2 separate regions of the Anser cygnoides genome follow, and region 1 is linked to region 2. A link is a contact called in public Hi-C data. All regions are on one chromosome and are shown on one strand. The core of a region is the stretch at or near the end of the contact, and the rest is flanking DNA. Distances in the headings are between cores, read along the strand shown. Region 1 has its middle 16 kb from the start of ODC1. Region 2 has its middle 12 kb from the start of RRM2.

Region 1 (3,162 bases), core at 176-2,675, 260 kb before region 2:
ACACAAAGGAGTCATTAAGCCATTGCATGGCTAAAACTGAAAAACACAAACCCACACAAAAATTCCCCATCTGCTAACAGAAATGGGAAACAGAGGGTTTGGGGACTTCTAATATCAGGACACTTCAGAAGTGGTGACTTTTCTTTTATTTGTTTAAGGCTGTTACCTCAAGTATCCCCTCATTTTCCAGCTTTCTGCTTGGAGTCCAGCCCAAGGCTTGGCTCTCCCAGTAGTTATTTCAGAGATGTTTTAATTCGCCTCTATTGCTCCTGGGCTTAATTTAGGCTCTCTGCCGTCAGGGTTTTTTTTTGCTGGGGTAAGTACTGACTCATGCCATCTTCCTTAGTGCAGCTTCGGGGAACAGCTGATGTTAACCAAGAGGCAGAAGACACAAGCTGGGACCACGGTGGTTGGGCTGGGTGGCAGAATTCTCCACCATGAGGACACAAGGCTCACGAAGGTTCCTCACCCAGGAGCCCCGACCCTCACAAGGTGGAGATGAGCCCTCCTGAAGCACTTTCCATGGCACTCTCCCCTTTTACCAACTGAATGTGCCACCTGTGAGATTTGGGAACACCATTCCCACTCCCTCCTGGGTCAGACGGCGGCTACAGATGCTTCAGGGAGCAAATGGCTCAGCAAAAAGATGAGAATGGGTCAGAAAAAAAATGTCCCCAGCCTCAGGTTTAGGATGCTCATGAGTGCGAGGTGCTGGGTGGAAGGAGGCAGCTCAGCAATCATGGCCCCAAAATTCTGGCTAGATCTGAGCCCATGACCATGGGGAAAGGGGGAAGCAGTGGTTTCTCCTGCTCTGGTTTGCCTGTTGAACATCCTGTATGTTCATCACAAAACAGAACTGGAAGGGGAATGCCCAGAGGCACTTCAAGATTTAGGAAGCAGCCCATGAGCAGCATCTTCAGTACACTCCCTTTGAGGATCTAAGCTGGGATCTCAAGCTCACAAGTTTAGCTTGTAATGGAGAGCAGGATCCAGGCATGTCACTAGCTCACCCCTCTCCTCCACGCTCACATTTCCTGACGGTCCTGGGGGAAGTGATTTGGCTGCTGGCAAAAGCAGCCTGTCCTTGGTGAGATCCGTGTGGGCTCAAGAGAGCCACAGCGTGCTGGAGGAGGCCAAACCCCCACAGAGAAAAGCAGCTGCAAGTTAACATCCACAGGAGCATCTCTTAATGAGCTTTTACTAGGACCATGCCCTGGCCCTAAGTACTGCAGCAAGCAAGGCAGCAACCTCAGAAAAGGAGGTGAAGAGAACAGAAAAATTAGACCTTAAATATTTTTTTCCTTGGTGGCTCAGAAGAGGAAAATTGCAGAAAACCGGCGATTTGAAGGGGAAAACCAGCAGCAGGTGTGGGTGCGAGGGCTAGGTGGCAGCAGCAGCTCATGGGACCGCCTGCCTCGGCTCCCTGCTCTCACCGGCTCCTGGGCAGCCCCAGCACAGGGAGGGGACTTGGTGCTGCCAGCAGCTACGCCGACCTGCTCTGGCTCCTTACCCCTCCAGCTTTGTTGGTGGTGGGGAGGGAGGAGGAGGGCAGGGGGCACCAGGAGGGCTGGTACCCAAAAAGTGCCCTGGGAGAGGCTGGGCGCTTCCCGCTGCTTTTTTGGGGGGGTGATGCCAGAAGGCCTGCAGCAAGGCAGAGCACATCTCCACAGGCCCGGCTCCCCAGCACCATCCCCAGAAATGCCCAGCGGCACAGAAAAAGCACCCTCTGCTATCCCCTGTGCTCCCCAAACCCCCCGTGAGCCTGCTGTGCCTCCTGGGGCTGGGGCTCCTGTGCCTGCGCAGCAAGTGGGAAGGCATTAAAAAGCCTCCTCGGCCCCGCTATTTCTGACCCAGAGTTTTAAGTGCTAAATTGCTAGTGCATAGTGAGATGTTTTGTCCTGAGAAATGGCAGCTTGTTCGCCTTTGGGAGAGCCGGGAGCAGCCAAGGCAGCGCTGGGCTGAAGAGAAACGAGCCCTCACACCACCAACTGCATTCAGCGCCCTCAGGCCGAAGGCCCCGGCCTGGTGCAAAAATTCCCCAACCTGTGGCACCCGAAGGGTCAGACAGGCTGATCGAAATGTTCCCTGCCAGTGTGAAGAAGCTGTGAAGCTATTTGGCACAGGCCTGACACGACACCAGCCGTGGGTACCAGCTGCTGAGGCCTGGAGGCTCAGGGCCCGGGACACTGCCGTGGGGGCAGGCCGGGCAGCCCTGGCTCTGCCCCAGCAGCTGAAGGAGGTTCCGGAGGCCACTGCAGCCCTGTGTGATGCTTGGTTCACAATTTAATAACATCCTAAACCCAAAGGCTCCCCCAAAGCCCAAGCATGGTATAGATTGTAGGGGGCCTACAGGAATGCTGGGGAGGGACTCTGTCAGGGAGGGTAGTGATAGGACAAGGGGTGATGGCTTTAAACTACAAGAGGGTAGGTTTAGATTAGATATGAGGAAGAAATTCTTCACTCAGAGGGTGGTGAGGCACTGGCACAGGTTGCCCAGAGAAGCTGTGTATTCCTGGAAGTGCTCAAGGCGAAGTTGGGTGGCCTATGGTTCTGTGACCGAGAATTTAGCTGATATTTTCAGACCTACCCAAGGTGATCCCAACATCACGCTTATTTGGACCTCTTTGCTGTTTACGAACAGTTAGGGCTATTTTTTCACTGTCCAGTCAGCAGCACCAAGCTTTCCACCAGCTCTGGCTATCCCAGACAATTCTGTATCACTGGAAAACTTTGTCTCACTGCACCTCTCCATCCCTTTCCAGATCATTTAACGATGCCTTACTGCAAAGACCGCTAATAGATTCATGAGGCAAGACCTTCATTTGTAAAAGCCCATTTTGTCTCTTCCCTAATAAATCACATTTATCCCAGGATCTTCAACGTCTGCACTTTGCTGTACTTTCTACCAGTTGTTTTTTTTTTTCTGGTTCAGACATCAAGCTTACTGCTCTGGAGTTTCTGTGACTGTCCCTGGAGTCATTTAAAAAAATATAATAATCTGGTATCGTGTTTGCCAAAGGCTGATAAAAATGAGAGGTTACACTCTCATCTTCCTGCTCTTTTAGTGCACTCGGGTGGATACCACCTGATCCTAGCAATTTGCTGCTGTTCCTTTTAATGGGCTGCTGTAAAACCTTTCCTGTGGCATTTCAGGTTGGCACG
Region 2 (3,132 bases), core at 610-3,109:
TGGTATAAGTTCAAGGTTTATTTTTTCCATCAATCCTCTTTCTATTTAATTTATGAACTTGATTTTTGGCGGCACAAAAGGCCTGATTTGCAAAGATGCTGTGATTGAATTCGGGGGAACACAGATGTACAGCTCTTCTGAAAAGCACGCCTCACGCTGTGAGACCAGAGACTGAAAAATTACCAGCGAGAGCTCTATTTTTAGCTACGCTATGTCATAATATTCACCATTTCCAAGCAAAACTTTCTGGCAAATATTTAGAAGGCAGCTTACAACCCCTGGCTCTGTCAACAAACCATGATGGCTACCCAGGGCTGCTGGCTGCTGTTTCGCCTCTCACCATGGCACTTTTATGTGGCTTCTGCCAGTTGGCATGTGTAGGACAGGCTGATGTGAGGTAAACCTTTTATGCTTTTAACATATGGGAAGCAACAGATAGTTAAACCACTGTATTTGGGGCCAAAGGGCCTATGTAAGCCAGTGGAAGGTATTTCTGAGTTTCCACAGCAGGGCATTTACAGCCCTTCTGAACACTGGCAAGCTTTTCGCAGCCTCACGTAGCCAAAGAGCAGGACCAACCTGCTAATTAGCCCCATTGAGATAGATGCTGCTAATGAAGGTCTGCTTTGCCGGGGTGTGGGCCAGGGGAGCAGCACAAAAACTGAAAGGAGGGAGCTGTACAGGACAGTGCTGCCCAGCTCCATCCCTCCTCCAATAGCCCTGTGCTACAAAATTCAAGCTTTGTCCTCAAAGCTGCCCCATGTCCTGCTCGGTGGTGAACCCCCAGAGCTGTTCAGCTGACATGACAGCTCCATTCACAGCCCAGTGTTTTAAATGAGCTACCAAGCTCAGCAATACACGGTTTTCTCAGCAAGTCAAACATGCTCTCCAGGTGAAGCCACTCAAAACAAGAGCTGCCTTCCACCTGGGTTAAATACCAGCTAGTGCTTTGGCTAGCAGCAGGGAGAGAGCATGCACATGTTCAGACCTATTAAACCCACCATTAACACCTCACCCTAGATTTACCGTACAATTTTACCTGATATAAATTATTGCTGGACTGACACTATCCTAAGTGGAAGATTTACAGGAAAAAATGAAGAACCCACCTCTGCTGTCTTCTCATCACACCCTCCCACCCAGCCCAATATTTCTAACAACATTAAGTCCACCTCCCTGTTTGGATTGATTTTATTCTGCAGGAGGCTGGAAGGAGAGGCACAACCCTGATTTTGGTGGGAAAAGCCTAAATTAACAAACATTATGCTCTCCCCCACTGAGGGCACTTGTGACAGCATCCTGGGGAGTCCATCTCTATAGGAGATGCACAGCTTGCTTGCTATAGCCCCAGCATCCAAAAAGAAAGCTCAGCACAGCTCAAAAAGGGCAGAGCAGTGGGCACAAGTAAGAACTAAGTTCTGTCATTGGTTAAAATACACGGCACATCCACTAAAGGAATTATTCCCATCCTCAATTGTATTGCAAGGTGAAATTAGGTGAGTGTGATGCACTTTCTCATAGTCCCATACCCAGGAGGTTGCAAGGGAAGGACTTGTGCTGCAGAATCAGCAGCTCCCCAAAACCTCAGCAGCCCACATAGCAAAAAGTCTGCTATAAAATCTTGTAGAGAGGATTTGCATGCGTACTCTGACTGTGAGCTCTGCAAGCAAACAAGCAGGGGATGCCCTGTACTGCTGCAGCAACTACAGGAATAGATCCCGTGTTTTCCTGCAGGGGAAGCCCCAGCAGCCCAGCCTTCACCCCAAATGTGACAGTCACCTGGCACCTCACAGACAGCTGGGCCAGCAGCCCGGTCACTGCACTGCTGGGCTCACTGCTGGTTTCCTTGTGCAGGAGCCCCCCTGCTGACAGCCGGCTGTAGTGCTTGCAGCAGCTACCTGCAGTCAACCACAAGTTATTGCAAAACCAGGTTTTAGACTGAGTGCTGGGGCAGCCACCTAACTCCAAGAGAAATTCTGCTTGAGCTGATGGAGAACTGGAGCATAGATTGGTGAGCAGGAGGTAGAAGAAAGCCTGAGTTCACCTGCAGAGGCGATGGGACAGCAGCCACAGGAGGCTCAGACGCGGAGATGTCCTGCAGGAATGGCCCAAAGGAATCACTGCACACTTGTGTCAATGCCACCACAAGGACCAGCTGCGTGGCTGTGCTTATGGGGAAGCCTGGTCCTGAATGTCTCTTCAGGCAAAGTTACTTCATCATTACGAACAACTTTCCCTAATCTGCCCAAAATTCACCCCCCCCCCATGTGGAGTCTGAGCAGTGATGCTTGAGTTTGTGCACATTTAAATCTCAGTCCTTTTCCATGTGTTATGTGGGGATGCAAGAGGTGAAATTGCATCTGCTTCTTGATTATCTACACAATATTGAGCATTTCACCTGAAACATTTTTGCTTTAATTAATTTAAATGCAATCCAGCCGTCCTGCGATTTCATATGTAATCCTGGGATTTAGTAACAGCAAGTGCAGTAACAGCTGAATGATGAAAAAGACTGCAAGATTAAAAACTTACCATAAAATTAGCCTACTTCACATAGTAAATAGCTTTTCAATTTGACAAGGGATAACCATTTTATGGAAAATGTGTATTAAAAAATAATCCTGTTACATTCTCCAACATTTGCCAGTCTTAACTCACACGCAGCAATAATAACCAGATCAGGCTCAGTTTTCTGTACGTCCGCATGTATTTACAGCATTATCAGGAGTAACTGTAATAGCTACATCAATAGGAGATGCAATTTCCAGAAGCGGTAATCGAAACAGCAAAGTCATTGTTAAGCCTTGAATGTGTTTTGCTTGAAGCTGTTAGAGAATCCAATACACAATTAATATTTTGATTCCTTCTAGGAGGGAATTACATTTCACTCCTCCTTATAGCTGGGGCTGCATTTAAGTGGCATCGCAGAAACTTACGGCCAGAACAGACACTTGCAAATGGGAACACTTGGCCCTGCTAACATTTCTGTTGTGAAATGCTCATTTCCAATACACTCCCTGCCTAAACACAGTGCTGCTTCTGAAGTTCATCTAATGAAAGCTCATTGCTCCACGGCTTCCCTGCCAAGTCCCTGCTCCCTTCTGCTCCACTGAACTTTAACTTTTGAAGCAC

Evidence for each region. Hi-C and Micro-C count contacts between places; a contact is called where the count stands out from the background.
Region 1: a Hi-C map of granulosa cells shows a contact between it and region 2, with 4 times the contacts expected there. The contact joins two enhancer-like sites. A contact is called at or near these places in 3 of 7 Hi-C or Micro-C datasets (granulosa cells and liver).

The regions. Positions count from the first base shown.
Region 1 is chr3:107,193,959-107,197,120 of Taihu_goose_T2T_genome, reverse strand. No RefSeq gene overlaps it. Among named protein-coding and RNA genes, the nearest start is that of ODC1, 16 kb to the left of the region's middle. Within about 2 kb of position 1,425, at least 1 of the 3 cell types and tissues checked has open chromatin away from gene starts, as enhancers often do.
Region 2 is chr3:106,934,183-106,937,314 of Taihu_goose_T2T_genome, reverse strand. No RefSeq gene overlaps it. Among named protein-coding and RNA genes, the nearest start is that of RRM2, 12 kb to the right of the region's middle. Within about 2 kb of position 1,859, at least 2 of the 3 cell types and tissues checked have open chromatin away from gene starts, as enhancers often do.